Regions from separate parts of the Mus musculus genome. Here regions 2, 3, 4 and 5 are each linked to region 1. Evidence: chromatin contacts called from public Hi-C and HiChIP or PLAC-seq data. All regions are on one chromosome and are shown on one strand. Each heading gives the region's core, a stretch centred on a gene start, on an enhancer-like site or on the middle of the called end of the contact. The rest is flanking DNA. Distances are from core to core; before and after follow the strand shown.

Region 1 (2,700 bases), core at 169-2,668:
TCATGATGTAGCTGATTCTAGAAAACAATCTCCCACAAAGCAGGCATGGGCTAAAGATCCATTTATCCGATGCTGTGTCCCTCTGTCTGTGTCTACCTAAGGCTGGTGGTTGTTGGTGCAACTTCAGCTAGTGAGAATTTTGTTTCCAGTTAACAGATGAGGATTATGTTTCATGGAGGAACACCTGGGGCCTTCCAGGCTTACTGGTGAGGTTGGTCTAAGTCACAGGGGTGAGGGGTGGGGGTGGGTAACAGGGTTTGTTTGATTTTAGGGTTGTTTTTGCTCATATCTTTTTTCTTTTGTTTTATCTTTTAAGACAGGTTGTTACTATGTAGTCCAGGTTAATCTAGAACTCATCACTTAGCCCAGGCTGATCTAGAACTCATTACTTAGCCCAGTCTGGCCTAGAACCCTCAATTATATTCTTACATGAGCCTCCTGGGTAATGTTTGTGATTTTGGAGATGAGCTGGAGGAGAGTAGATAGAAATAAGGATTTATATGTGCACATGAAAATATCACAAATGACCCAGTTACTCTACATGTTAATCCCAAATGACAAAATAAATTTAGTTTTCTAGACATAAAAATAAGGAGGGAGTCTAGTATTCATGTACGAAAGGCTTTTTATAAATGTAGAAGTATTCCCTCTGGCTACATACTCTGTTGTGTCTAAAAACTAAACCGGATCCTTCTATGCCTTGGTCCAGTGATGCTCTGTCTCCTGCCAATCTCCATGCCAAGAGATTGAGTAAAGCGGTCCAGTTCACCGGTCTAAGCAGGTTCTAAAATGCAAGCCCAGCCCTGAAGCCCAACTTCTTTCAGCCTCTAAGCCTGGCTTAGCTTTGAGGCACCCCAGTCCAAATGGCATGGATTTGAAAAGCTCTGCCATTTATAGCTGAGTGGCTTTAAGCAACCCTTTTCAAACCTAGGTTTCCTCGTCTATAAATGGAAGTGACCATGCCTAACCCATAGTGAGCCTGTGAGGCTCAGTAGGAGAAATTGGGGACCAGGTGTCCATACACCAAGTGTATTATCTGCCTGATTTAGATCAAAGCAGAACATTGGAAATTGCAGTGCCCATGGGTCAGAGGACGCCCACACTAGTTCCTGCTGTCACTGAACTATAAATTAAGCTAAGTACCACCACATCTCTCTTCATGCTCAGGGCCGCCAGGGATGAAGGGTTCGCTGAAGGTGGCCCATAGCACTTGTTTGTACTCTCTTTTCTGTTCCTTGGGGGTTTGCTGAGCGGTTTCCTTAGAACATCACTAGACCCAGCGCGGGCGCTCAGCGCGGATCTCCCACACTGTCGGAGTGGGCGCGGCCCCCTCCCGCCCTGGGTTCCCCGCACGACCACGCAGCCCCGCCCCAAGCCGCCGCCTCCCGTCCTCGGAGGGGCCAGCCCGGGCCCACCCGCCCGCTGCGGTGGGCGGCAGTCACGACTAGAGGCGCGCGATCTCCAGTGAGGTGGCTGCGGGCGCTGCGCGGGGCGGGGCGGAGGCCGGGGAGGTGGGCAGGACCTGGTCAGGCGAGGCCCCAGGGCACACGCCGCCGCCTGGCGCGATGGACATCCCGGGGACCCGGCGGCACTGAGCGATCAAGCACGAGCCTGCGGTTCCCCCAGAAGCCCAACACAGTTCCCGCGGCCGGCCACGATGATTCCTCCAAGTGGCGCCCGCGAGGACAGCGGAGACGGACTGACCGGGGAGGCAACGGGCACAGAGCAGCCGCCCTCTCCTGCGTCCACCAGCAGCCTGGAATCCAAGGTACAGCGCGCCTACACTGGGGAAACACAGAGTCCCTTTCCCTCTGACACCTTTCCTCTGGGGTCCGGGTGCCAGAAGAGATGGGACTCATCCCTAGAGAACTGGGATCCACTGGACCCGTTGCTTCTCATGCTGAGACAGCTGCGCGGACCCAAACCTTTGCAGAGCTTCTGCCTTAGGAGCCCAAGCACTTTACCCTAACCCTGGTGCCCAGATGGCTTCCTTAAGTGGGAGAAGGAGTTTGGATGATGCATGCCCTGAACATACTCGTGCCCACAGCCAGAGTGGGTATGGGTAGCTCCTGGGGGCAGAAAGACCGACACAGCCTAAGGGTACTCTTTTGCATAGCTTTAGCACCCAGCCCACAAAGTGTACCTCATCCTGGGGCTCAGGGATCCTTCACTTACCAGGGTGCCTCCCTAGCTTAAGATACCAAGAGTTTAAAGAAATATATTAAACGAACATAAGTAACTGGTCTGCAAGAAAGTTAGCATTCCCCTTGTAAAAGTTGCTACTCTGTAGAACTTAACACTTGTCTTTTTAAGAGTCACACTAACACATATACACAAACGCAACCCCGCAGCACGTCTCCTGTCACATTTATACTTCCTTTGAAGCTGGCGTGGGTGCCAGGCACATGTTTGGAAAAGTTGGAAGAGAACCAAGCAAAGCGTGGCTGCTTAACAGCACAGAGCCAAATGGCAACCGTGCCAGGAGAGTAAAATTCATAAGATGGAGTTGCTGTTAGCTTCGTAGATTCCTTTACGTGCAAGGCTCCTGGATGTGCAGAGGTCTCTATGGGTACCCGGGGCATTGCAGGGATGTCAGCGCTCCCAATACCACAAAGGGATCCATGTTTAGGGGGCCATCAGCTCAAGGAAAAGTGAGACCCTGTGGTTACACCGTACAGACTTGGACGGCATCGTAGCTCA
Region 2 (2,700 bases), core at 32-2,531, 210 kb before region 1:
TTTTCTAGTTATAACTTCTAGAAGATATGTCTACCCAATAGAAGCTATAATGTAATTAATGGTGCCATGTGACTGCTGATTCTACTAAATGTACTCTTAATTATGCAAGGAGCTAACAGGAGGGTTTGCTGGGTGGGTGATGTATGGGAATGCTCTCCTGTTCTCGAAGTCTAAAATTATCTCAGAGTAACTTTTTAAAGTGCAATACATCAAACCCAATAGAAGTTCGCCATACATGATTAATGTCCATCCCAAACTGATAAAAATGGACTGACCCAAAGAAGACAGCAGGTGCTCATTAGACGTGTGAATTTTATTAATAATTAAATTCCATATGCAGAAACCAGGCCCACACAGTCCAAATGTGACTTTCTAGAAAGTTCCACGATAGGAAAGCAAATATCTGAGACCAGAAACCTTTTTTTCTGTCTTCCTAAGAAATGTGGAGCCTTAAAGCTACAGCTCCTGCATTTTCTTCTTTGTTTAATTGGCCCCTCTGCCCTTTATTCACAATATCAAGTAAAATTAAGTGGGGAGTATTATGAACAACAGGGGCTTTTTTCGTCACGACACTTATACTCAAGCATTTCTAGTATAAAAATATCTTACCAATCCTCCAGGTAAAGCATCAAGTTGCTACCTAATAATTTTCAAGTGTGGAGGAAAGGCTGCCTATTCTGTGACAGACACACAGCCTACCCCCTGTATTTCCTGTGCCTTCATTTCTTCAGACTGTTGTCTCTACCAGAGTTCAGAACTAAGTAGACTACATTAGTAATTGTTTGCCCATGTAAAATCTGTCTACCAATTTAGATTCTGCGTGATGGATTTAGACTCCAGATGCCAGGCTTTCTCTCCCACCCCACCCATCACGTATCTAATAGGAAGGTATTCCCTGTAGCTACTCACCTTCCACAGCCGTGCCCTGGGCCGCTTTGACCTACACAGTGTCAAGTACATCAGAGGTATCTGAAAGGCAGAGTGGAAGTCTGATGTGCACACAAAAATAGTCAGAATAGAATCACAATAGGATGGCTGCCTTTCTTCCTTCCCCAAAGTTGCCATTTCAGGTTTCAAGTGTCAACTGTGACTCCATTGTACTCTGGGAACTCGGAGGTCTCTGTGGCCCCACAGAAGAAGTACTTATCTGTTCCAGGGGTCTCTGGGAGACCTGGGTAGAGCCTGCCTCTTCTTGCTGAGAGCCCTGTTTCAGCCTGAAGGGGCCGGCTCATCCCTCCTAATCAGCAGGAGTGACTGTCAAGAGTCTGAGGGTACCAAATGATGAAGCAAGTCAGGAGAGACTAATCATGAAGGACTCACCCTGTGCCTGGCGGGTGCTATTTATAGACACCCCACCAGACAGGAATATATTAACATCATTCATCCAAATCTACCCTGTGATTCTCAGTCTTGATAGTGGCAAGTTCTTCTGTCACTGCTTCCATAATATTCTGGAATATTCGCTGCTTTATTTATTTCAGTTAAAATAGTGTCTCTTTCAGGAGAAGTGTTTTCTCACCTTCTTCCTGCTCCCTTAAAATCTCGATCTGGATTTCCATAGCAAGACATGGAGGAGGATAAAAACATAAGCAACACACCAGATGCTTTTGTGAAGTGGGTGGGTTTTCTTGCTTTTCTATGCTACCATGCAAATTGCTGCCATAACAATAGAGCAACGGAGTCCACTAAACAGACAAGAGATGGAGTCTTAAAGATCTTCAGACAGCAAAGAGAATGTGTATATGAGTGTGTGCGTGTGTGTATGGTCGTGTCAAGTGGTGGAAAATATGTATGTGTGTGTGTGTGTGTGTGTGTGTGTGTGGAGAGTGAGAGAGAGAGAGAGAGAGAGAGAGAGAGAGAGAGAGAGAGAAGAGAGCTATATAGCATATATATGCTCTCTCTCTCTGTCTCTCTCTCCAACCCTCTCTCCCTCCATCCCTTTATCCACCCCCATGTGTAATATGAAAGTTGAATTAAAATATGGTGTTTACAAATGTGTATCTGCACACCTGTGTGCATGCATACACAAGATTTTGTGAAGGAGAGAAATCAATCTCCTATTTCATTTCTTAAGAGCTATCCATCTTAATTTATTTTTTGAAGCAGGCTCTCTTACTGGGACTTGAGGCTTTCCACTTAGGCTAGACTGGCTGGGCAGTGAGCCTCAGGGACTTCCATTTCCCTCCTACCCCCAAGCCCTGGAGAATACAACTGCATTTGACTTTTTACTTCAGTGTTGGGAAGCAAACTCAGGTCCTCTTGGTTATGTGGTGAGCACTTTGCTAACTAAGCCATCTCCCATCTCTTATATTTTTAACTATTTGTCAGAACGAAATAAATTTTCCTAAGCAAAGACCTGCATCCTCTACTTACCTGCCCCTTTCTGGATACCAAACTGTGTGTTGACATATGTGTGCTTATATATTTTTTCTATCTGTATTAAATCATCAAGACTGTGATACTCCCAATTCAAGTTCAAAACATAAAAATTATTTAGCAGTTAAGAGAAATTGAAGAAGACCAGAGTTAAGTGCCTAATGCCCAAGTGTAGGGAGAGAAGAGGGATTTCAATCTCCTGTAATCCCAGCATCAGGGGATCTGCTGCCCTCTTCTGGCTTCCTTAAGTAAACACACACACACACACACACACACACACACCACTTTTGGAGAAATTTTTACATTTACAAACAATTATTATAA
Region 3 (2,700 bases), core at 168-2,667, 150 kb before region 1:
AGTATAAAGATTCCATGTATAAATATAGTTAAACTCCAAATCAATTTTCTGTCTAAAACCACTGGTATTCTCTGATGCTATTTTGGAGGATATTTTCATTGGTTCCCCAAAACATCATGCATAGTAGTTGGCGGTGTTATGAAAACTCTCCAGAAAGAGTGAATTACTACTTGCTGAAGTCCTCAGAGTTAGGAAGGAGGAGGATAATAATTCTTACAATACAATTGGTTAATCCTATCCAAGATTTGTTGGCTTATTGCTTTTATTGCTAGTAGGCAACTACCTACCTCTCCATCTTGTATTTTAAATCAATGATCATTAGTTTACCCCAATATGGAAATATAGCTATTTGAGCTGCACTAATCTAGGCAATCCCCCTGCTTCTGCTGCACCAGTCAGCTCTAGTGACTGTAACAATCTGGTATTTCAGCCTGATCAGGTGTGATCTCAACTCACCCGCTATGGGCATCTTTCTGCACATGGTTTTTTTTTTTTTTTTTTTTTTTTTTTTTTTTTTTTTTTTTTTTGGTTGGTTGGTTGGTTGGTTGGTTAGTTGGTTGGGTTGGGTTGGGTTGGGTTGGGTTGGGTTTTTTGTTTCTTTGGGCTTTTTTGGTGTTTTTTGTTTTGATCCTCAAAGAGATCAACCAGAGCTGCACACAACACCTGGGCTCTCCAAAGTAAAGACCATATGTTCCAAGGCTTTGGGGGCTCATCTCTCTAAGCCCCTGATATTGTATTACCTGTTTCACTGGCCAAAATAAATGACAAGAGCAACCTAGATTCCACAAAATAGGAAGTGCACTCAAGTTCTTGGTTTCCCAGTAGCCCTGCCTTTATGCTCAATTTGTACTTTATTACAATTGGCAAACACATTAGTAAAAATAGAGTGATTCCAAGTAGTTCTCCCAGGGCCACGACTTTGAGCCTCTTGGCTGCTTCTATGTTGATGCTTTTATGGTGCTGTGTGCACAGCTGAGAGGCAGAGAATCTGTTAAATTTCACATGCTATTTGCTCCCTTGGCTGGAAGCTGTTCAGGACTGTGGGAACTGCACAAGTGTATTTGATAGTCCTAACTCCATTTGATTCTGCTTTTGTTCACTGGCTTGGAAAATGTCTCCAATATTTTACTTCAAAGTAAGTAATTTGCGAAAATTATATTGGAAATATTTGGCTGAGGCTGGCATACGGGTATCCTACACATTGTTAGCTCCCTTTTCTAAATTTAAGTTCCCTTCAGTGAAAATGTATTCAGTAAGCCCACAGCAGGTAGGTTCTGTCTGCTCATCTGCACACAGTCAACACTGATCCTGATTCAACCAGGCTTTAATTTAGCAATCTGTCCAGAAGCCTGCTGCCGTCCCACTCTTACTCCACAGCAGAGCCAAAAAAGCTCTACTGAGTGTAATTTAGACACTGAAAATGACTGCACAGCAAGCATTTGCAAAGCTGCAGTGTCACCGTTTACAGAGGGGCAGAGTACTCCACGTTAAGACCAGCACTGTGTTTATAACGATCTCAGAGTCTGTGCCCATAAAATGCCAAGACAAACAGCTGCTCTCAAATCTCATTCCCACTTTCCAAAAGGACACACACCAAGGTCACCACAGGCAAGTTAGCTTCCTTCTCTATTCTGTGCATGGATAGGAAGCACACAGTGCCTGAGGTCCAAACCTTGCCTCTCCCTCCTTTCTCTGTCTCCAGCTGTGAGCTGCTGCATCCCCAGAAATAGGTCATAGGTGTGCACAGGTGCAGATCTCATCTGGCTTTGAGCTACTGGGCAAGCTCCAGGATGACAAGTGCCCATGGCCAGCAGAGCTCATTCACAGCCATGATGGTGTGCTTAAATACTTCTTGTGTGGATTCACAGAAGGTGAAAACAGTATTGTTGATCTAGGATTTGCTTATTGACATAAAAGCGTAGCTTTCTGGATGCAGCCAGAGCAGAATTTCTATTTTAAGCAGCAAAAGCTGCTTTATGGCCAACCTTGGGGAAAAAGAATCCAAACACTCTGAAAGGTGCTGAAGCTGATATTTTTCACTCCACATTCAGAATCTAACCTTCCCAATCCCCCAATGCCATGAGCAGGTCCGTGTGTAACGGTGCACGTAGTGTGTCCACGTGTGTATATGTTTGTATTCATATAACTTATAGGGAAATGTTTACTACACGAAGCATGCTCACTTTGGCCTTGTCCTTTAAGATGCCCCGTGTGGCCACCATCAGCCTGTGTGAGATGTTAGACTTCGGTAGATTGCATGACTCATGAGGAAGGAACAGAAATGTGTTCCTTGTAATTCTGGAAGCTAGACAGTGCAAAATCAGGGTACCAGCAGATTTGGCTCCTGACAAAGGCTGTTTGTTACAGATGAACATCCAATCACAAATGTGGGGAAAGAGATAAGCAAGCTGTGTGTGGTCTCTTCTATAACGGACTCTAATTTCATTCTTACAAGTTCTACTCTCATGGTCTCAGAGCCTCCCACAGGCCCTGCCCTTTGCTTTAATCTTGACAGTGGGGATTTTGGCTTTGACTCTTTGTGGGGAGGAATAGGAAATTCTCCAGCATGGCAGACACCTTCTGTATCATCGCATGTAAATATCCCCATTCCTTCTAGCTATGAGAGTGACTCATTGTTTACATGTCTGTTTCAAAAATTAGTTTCTAAGGGTGAGCACTTTCATTGTCTCCAGTTAATGA
Region 4 (2,700 bases), core at 153-2,652, 230 kb before region 1:
ATCTCTGTGGCTTACGATGATAATTTTTGAGAGTGGTAATTCAACTCAAGATACCAGCATGATTGTGAAATGAAGCTATCTTCTCTGTTGGATATTTCACACGAATTGTGCTTTAAACTTGAACTCTTGTTAGTCACACACTCAGATGCAATTCTCTCAGGCTACCCAACAAAATTCTATGCCATCATCTTAAGGAGTGATGATAACAATACAGTAGCGTGCCCACTGCTTCTGTCAACTGGGGATTCCGAAGGCTAAATCACCTTTACAAATTATTCCTTTTAATTATACTATTCTAAAAATGTAGTCTTATTAATGGGCGTTCTTATGGTCACAATACATGACATGCCTCCAAGGTCAGATACGGTTTTGGCCACCAAAGTACATACCTTTCTTACCTGTGAAATAACTGGAATCTAGGGGGGAATTTTAGCACCTTGAGGCCACTTCTGCAGTTGCTGTAAAGCACTAAAACTAAGCCCAGCTCTTCAGATTTCCAGTGCAGCGCATTTTGACTCACATTACAGGGTGCCTTGTATAATTATAGCTGCAAAGGTGGTGTGTGAGTAAAGACTGCTGAGAAAGCCAGGGATCAGAAGAAAATAAGACACACACCCCCCCCCCCCCACACACACACACATTGGGTTGTTGTCAAGAATGCTTACCCCAGGCTGGAGAGATGGATCAGCCATTAAAGGCTAGGCTCACAACCAAAAATATAAGAAGGGTTTCCCTCCAATCAATCACATTAAAGAGATGTGTGTGGTACTAGAGACCCCACCTTCTGTATTTAGTGGGTCTTCTAAACCTACGCCTCTTTCATTTCCCCCTCCTCTAGCCTCCCTTTGCAAACAGAAGTGGAGCACAGTGTGTGGGGGTGGCAAGGGGGGGTCCATGGGGCTGAAACCAATGCTGGAGAATTTTACAGTCAAGCTGACTGAATGGGTTCCCTGTATGAGCCAGGGACGAAGCTGTTTGCTAATTTGAGAGTGTTCAATATCGATGCTATTCCAACTCGTTTATCTTATAAAGCCGGGAGAATGGCTTTTAGATGCTTTTCCTGGGGCACAGAATTGAATTCTCTAACTGACCTTGTAAAATTGTCTCAAAAAAAAAAAAAAAAAAAAAAAAGAAGAAGAAGAAGCTGGCCAGTTTTTCTTTTCCTCTCCTTTACTGTGGGTTAAACATGCAGAAACTGTGTTTCATTTGAGGTTTTTCTCTCGGTTATCATCACCCTCCACAATGCAAATGCGTTTGCATTTGGGCAAAATGACCCAAAAGAACCAAGACTATCTTGAGGAAAGCTATGTCCAAGTGGCGGAAGCTCTGGAACACACAGCACACAAGGCACAACGAGCGACAGCAGGTGGCGCTCTCCACCAGCTCCAGCGCCGGCGCCTCAAGCACAGCTCAGCATCCTGCACTGGACCAGATGAAAACAGGGTCCTGATGTATGGGATGTCTATGGTAGGAAGTTCCAAGCAGGGGAGGGTTGGTACTTACAGACTTGCATCGCGAGTTTGAAACGTTAAAAATATTGAGACGGAAGCTCTGAGTTCCTGAACTGGAGATTCCAGGATGAACTTGGGCGACTCACTAAGAAGCAACTATGGGGCAGGCCACCCACCATGCCCTGCACTTGCAGGTGTGTGTACACATGCCTGTGAAGGCACACCCATGGAAATGGAAAGTGCTGACTTTCTCTGCTACTCACAGTTAACAGCCTCACTTGGAATTTCTGTCTGCGCAGCTTCCATTCAAACTCTTCTAACTGCCTGTGGGCTTGCAGAGGCTCCAGGATACCCACCCACTCTTGCCTGTTCCCTGGCTCTTCTCTTTCAGGTAAATAACCGCCATTTTGTTTCTCCGTCTTGTTCCAGGTGGGTGCTTGTCTTCCATTTTCCCTTTTTATTCTTTTTAACCAATAGAAAACTGTTTTAATTTAATTTAACTTTATTTATTTTCTTTGCCCTAGGGTTTAACCACAGGGAGACTAATGAGTTCTTACAATCTACCAACCCCCAACAAAAAGTGTTTTATTGGTTAACTCCCTTACAATGTTATAGAGGGAAATGAATTTTAGGCATTACTCTTTGTGTCAAAAATATTAAGAAATATATAGCATAGAGTTGTTGGTTGGTACTTTTTTTTTCTGAATTGTGTGTATGGGAGGGGGGTATCTCTGTGAACAACCTAGCCTTGAACTCATTAAATGGATGAGACTGGCTTTGAACTCCTAATCATCTCAATTTTGTCTCCTGAATGCTAAGACTGAAGACTTGCACCACCACACGGACTAATTGGGTTCTTATTGGGTTCTTGTTTTGTTTCATTTCTTCTTCTTCTTCTTCTTCTTTTTCTTCTTTTTATTTTTTTTTTTTATTTTTTTTTTTTTTGGTTGGTTTGTTTGGTTTGGCTTGGTTTGGATCGGTTTTTGCATTTCTTCCACATACATAGAATTACCCTCTCCAGCAAAACACCTTACATCAAACATGAGGTACCTCGAGCATTAGGGACTCCCAGTAGACAACTGGAGTCTCAGGAATGACCTTCACTTGCTCATTTCAAAATTATGTCTCTGATTTCTCTCAGATTCTTAAAAATATATCCCCTGTGGACAGATGACTCCATCTCTAGCGGTGCTCATGGAAGCTCACCTGCCTGCCTTTGAGTTTGTGAAATAGGATGCTACTTTCTTTC
Region 5 (2,700 bases), core at 150-2,649, 190 kb after region 1:
CCGTGATCTTGGAGCCATCTCTCCAACACAAAATCTCAACATTTCTAAGGTACTGCCATATGCAGGAATAAAAACATATTTTCATCATACAATGATTCGCTAACAATTTTTCAGCATGTGGAAACACAGCTCTAGGGTTGTGATCAATAGAATCGATGTTTTGGATATGTCTAGCTCATTTTAGTTTTCTAATCTTAAAATGTTGGCTGACCCTTAGCTATTTTTAAAGGTTGCAGCGGTACACGGGTCTCTTGTCTGTCAGCAGCTGCTATTAGGGGAAAAAAATGTACAATATGAGCAGTTCAATCTCAAGATCTTATCTCTTCCTTCATGCTGGCCAGTTCTAAGTTAGCCTGATCTAATCTTTTCCCGACCCAAGAATTGGGGCTGTGGGTGAGAGAAAGAGCGAGCAGTGGGGAGGGAAGAAGGGAGAGAGAAGAGATGGAAGAGAAAAGAAAAAAGTACAAGAGGAAAGAAGGAGAGAAAGACTGATGCTCTCGGGTTGATGTCCAAGCCCAACCTTCTTTTTCTATTTATCTATCTCAATTTCTATCTCACGCCCTCTCTCCTTTCCCTCCCTCTCTCAGAGAATAAGCACAAATAAACCCAAAGGACTCAAAGCCCTCAGGTGTGGCAGCCCTCGGGTGTGGCCGTAGCTTACAGCTGACTCCACATCACCCGCCTACCACCCTGCCAAAGAATCCCCAATAGCAAATGCAACCCAAACTTGTGCCCTACTGAACCCAGAAAATGTGTTTCCAAGAAGCAATTTGACAGATCCATCTTAACTTTGAGAACACGTCTCTCTGGCTTGCTCAGTGTCTATGGCAAAGCAGACATTTTTAAAATGCAAATAGCATGCTTGTACTTTTCTGTGAACTTCTGTTCCTAAGCTCCTTCTGCAGCCCCTCTCCAACCTTAATCATCCTTCCAACTGTAAGCCTTTTCTCGTGACAGCCCCTCCTCTGAAGTCCTCTTCACCTCTGACTCCAGCACTGCCCACCCTGGCCCCTGGTCCAGCCACCCTGGCTTTCACCCTGCCCTGGGATGGAATCAGGCTATGCCAGGGCCGAGCGCTGTAGAGGCTTTTTATCACCACAAGCAAGAACATCTTGTTCTGATGATACAGCCCTTATCTGTCAGACAGAAATATCCCGATTTGAGACATTAAACCCAGCAAGGCAGAAAATGAGAAAGATGCTAAGCCAGATTGTCAGAAAAGCATTCATCAGAAACCAATAATAGCTACAGTCCCTAGGGTACAAGGTCAGGAGCATGAGCAGCAAGGCATTGTTGTGCACAAGCAAAACTCTACCCTTCCTGATCCAAGCAATGCTACTTCCAAGGCCAGCCACGGCTCAGCGACTCACACGGGAAAGGTGGCCTGCAGTGCTGTATGCAGCGCCACCTGGTGGCTATTTAGTGAGCTGCCAGGCTGCCCAGCCTGAAGTCTATCAGGAACACTTACCTGTTCACCCTTGCTCATTTGTCAAGATGTCACCGGCCCTGGTAGTAAGGGAAAACTCAAAAAACCCTAGTTTAACTTCAAATAAAGTAATTTACTCAGCTTCTTGGCTAAGGTAGATTAAGTCTGAACTCCGGGGCAATAAAATGCTCACCATGCAAGCATTCAGATCTGAACTCAAGCCAAGAACCCCTTCTAAGGAGCTGCACGTGGTGGTGTGTACTTGTATCTCATCACTGAAGAGGTAAGAGCAGGTGGATCCTGGGGCCCATTAGCTGGCCAGCCTATGGGACCCCGGGTCAATTGAGAGGCCTTGTCTCAAATGACAAAGTAGACAGGACCTGAGGCTATCCTCTGGCTCCACACTCACCTGTACACACACACACACACACACACACACACACACACACACAGAGGCACACACAAACACACACACACACTTCAGATTCTTATTAGGATGTCCACAGAGATTCTTTACTTAGTTAAGGATAGGGCACTAGTATCTCCAGCTAGCGGTGTTCACAATAGCCATGATAATGTACAATCCTAACCAGGGTAATCCTGGCAGACAAGACAGGCACACTGTTCTGGAAAGTGCTCTGGAGTCTGCTTTAGTGTAGTCTACTTTGCCCACTTCAGAGCAGGCAAAGCAGGTCAGTAGGCTCTGCAGACCCACAGCTGGGAGGCTCGTTGTAAGCCTCTAGCTTTCTCTGCTCCCGGTTGCCTTTGTCTCCTTGGGTTCCTATAGGAGCTCTTTGGGTTCCTTGGCCTTTAGGATGTTTGGCAAAAAAAAAGATGAAGAACCAACTTGGGGGTCAAAGTTTGTCCTTTTCCTGCCTTAGCAATGAGGAGATACTGATGTCCCAGAGCTGGGGGAGGGGCTGCTGAGCGACAGTGCCAGGCAGAGTCACTGCTCTCAGGAGCATCTCTAAGGCTCTCAGGCATCAGGCAGTGAGACATGTGGAGGTCCTAAGACCTTAGGTAGTAACAGGGCAAAAAGAGCTAGGGACCCAGGAACCCAAATGCCAGGGCACCTGGCCTCACCAGATCCTGAGGTGCCCTAAGGGTGGACAATGGGGCAGTCTCAGCAGCTACCTATCCCTGGAAACAGAATGATCCCGGGTTCGTATAAAATAGAGACTGAGAACTACTTTTCACTCTTAAAAGAACAAATACAGAACATAGTCCAAAGGCTCAACAGTAGCCCGGCCTCCTGCCTGGAATGAGTGTGGATG

The links. A called contact is a pair of places that touch in the nucleus more often than the background predicts. HiChIP or PLAC-seq counts read pairs in DNA pulled down with a chosen protein or histone mark.
Region 2: a Hi-C map of cortical neurons shows a contact between it and region 1, with 2.5 times the contacts expected there. The contact joins the enhancer-like site here to the promoter of Stac in region 1. A contact is called at or near these places in 8 of 39 promoter capture datasets (cranial neural crest, frontonasal cranial neural crest, hippocampal neurons and 4 more), 3 of 484 Hi-C or Micro-C datasets (cortical neurons and embryonic fibroblasts), 2 of 115 datasets of contacts at active chromatin or transcription factors (forebrain and stem cell-derived neural progenitor cells) and 3 of 9 other capture datasets (adipose tissue, liver and pancreatic islet).
Region 3: a Hi-C map of cortical neurons shows a contact between it and region 1, with 1.8 times the contacts expected there. The contact joins the enhancer-like site here to the promoter of Stac in region 1. A contact is called at or near these places in 12 of 39 promoter capture datasets (cranial neural crest, embryonic stem cells, frontonasal cranial neural crest and 6 more), 2 of 484 Hi-C or Micro-C datasets (both in cortical neurons), 2 of 115 datasets of contacts at active chromatin or transcription factors (embryonic limb bud and stem cell-derived neural progenitor cells) and 2 of 9 other capture datasets (adipose tissue and pancreatic islet).
Region 4: an H3K4me3 HiChIP or PLAC-seq map of embryonic limb bud shows a contact between it and region 1, with 5 times the contacts expected there. The contact joins the promoter of 4930545L08Rik here to the promoter of Stac in region 1. A contact is called at or near these places in 14 of 39 promoter capture datasets (the C10 cell line, cranial neural crest, embryonic stem cells and 8 more), 1 of 15 datasets of contacts at CTCF or cohesin (embryonic stem cells), 9 of 484 Hi-C or Micro-C datasets (cerebral cortex, cortical neurons, embryonic fibroblasts and 5 more), 5 of 115 datasets of contacts at active chromatin or transcription factors (astrocytes, embryonic limb bud, embryonic stem cells and 1 more) and 4 of 9 other capture datasets (adipose tissue, embryonic stem cells, liver and 1 more).
Region 5: a Hi-C map of the N1E-115 cell line shows a contact between it and region 1, with 2.5 times the contacts expected there. The contact joins the enhancer-like site here to the promoter of Stac in region 1. A contact is called at or near these places in 4 of 39 promoter capture datasets (cranial neural crest, frontonasal cranial neural crest, hippocampal neurons and 1 more), 1 of 15 datasets of contacts at CTCF or cohesin (embryonic stem cells), 16 of 484 Hi-C or Micro-C datasets (the N1E-115 cell line, bone marrow-derived macrophages, cerebellar granule neurons and 8 more), 5 of 115 datasets of contacts at active chromatin or transcription factors (astrocytes, embryonic stem cells, forebrain and 2 more) and 2 of 9 other capture datasets (embryonic stem cells and liver).

The regions. Positions count from the first base shown.
Region 1 is chr9:111,689,066-111,691,765 of GRCm38.p6, reverse strand. It overlaps Stac (src homology three (SH3) and cysteine rich domain), which reads left to right and starts at 1,418. Exons shown (of 11, transcript NM_016853.3): 1 at 1,418-1,768. The coding sequence starts at 1,658.
Region 2 is chr9:111,896,707-111,899,406 of GRCm38.p6, reverse strand. No RefSeq gene overlaps it. Among named protein-coding and RNA genes, the nearest start is that of 4930545L08Rik, 21 kb to the left of the region's middle. Within about 2 kb of position 1,281, at least 3 of the 459 cell types and tissues checked have an H3K27ac peak or open chromatin away from gene starts, as enhancers often do. A contact at or near this core is called in cortical neurons, where this site is marked.
Region 3 is chr9:111,836,953-111,839,652 of GRCm38.p6, reverse strand. No RefSeq gene overlaps it. Among named protein-coding and RNA genes, the nearest start is that of 4930545L08Rik, 80 kb to the left of the region's middle. Within about 2 kb of position 1,417, at least 25 of the 459 cell types and tissues checked have an H3K27ac peak or open chromatin away from gene starts, as enhancers often do. A contact at or near this core is called in cortical neurons, hippocampal neurons and pancreatic islet, where this site is marked.
Region 4 is chr9:111,917,431-111,920,130 of GRCm38.p6, reverse strand. 4930545L08Rik (RIKEN cDNA 4930545L08 gene) reads left to right here and starts at 1,402. Exons shown (of 2, transcript NR_166641.1): 1 at 1,402-1,842.
Region 5 is chr9:111,495,965-111,498,664 of GRCm38.p6, reverse strand. No RefSeq gene overlaps it. Among named protein-coding and RNA genes, the nearest start is that of Dclk3, 58 kb to the right of the region's middle. Within about 2 kb of position 1,399, at least 11 of the 459 cell types and tissues checked have an H3K27ac peak or open chromatin away from gene starts, as enhancers often do. A contact at or near this core is called in the N1E-115 cell line, where this site is marked.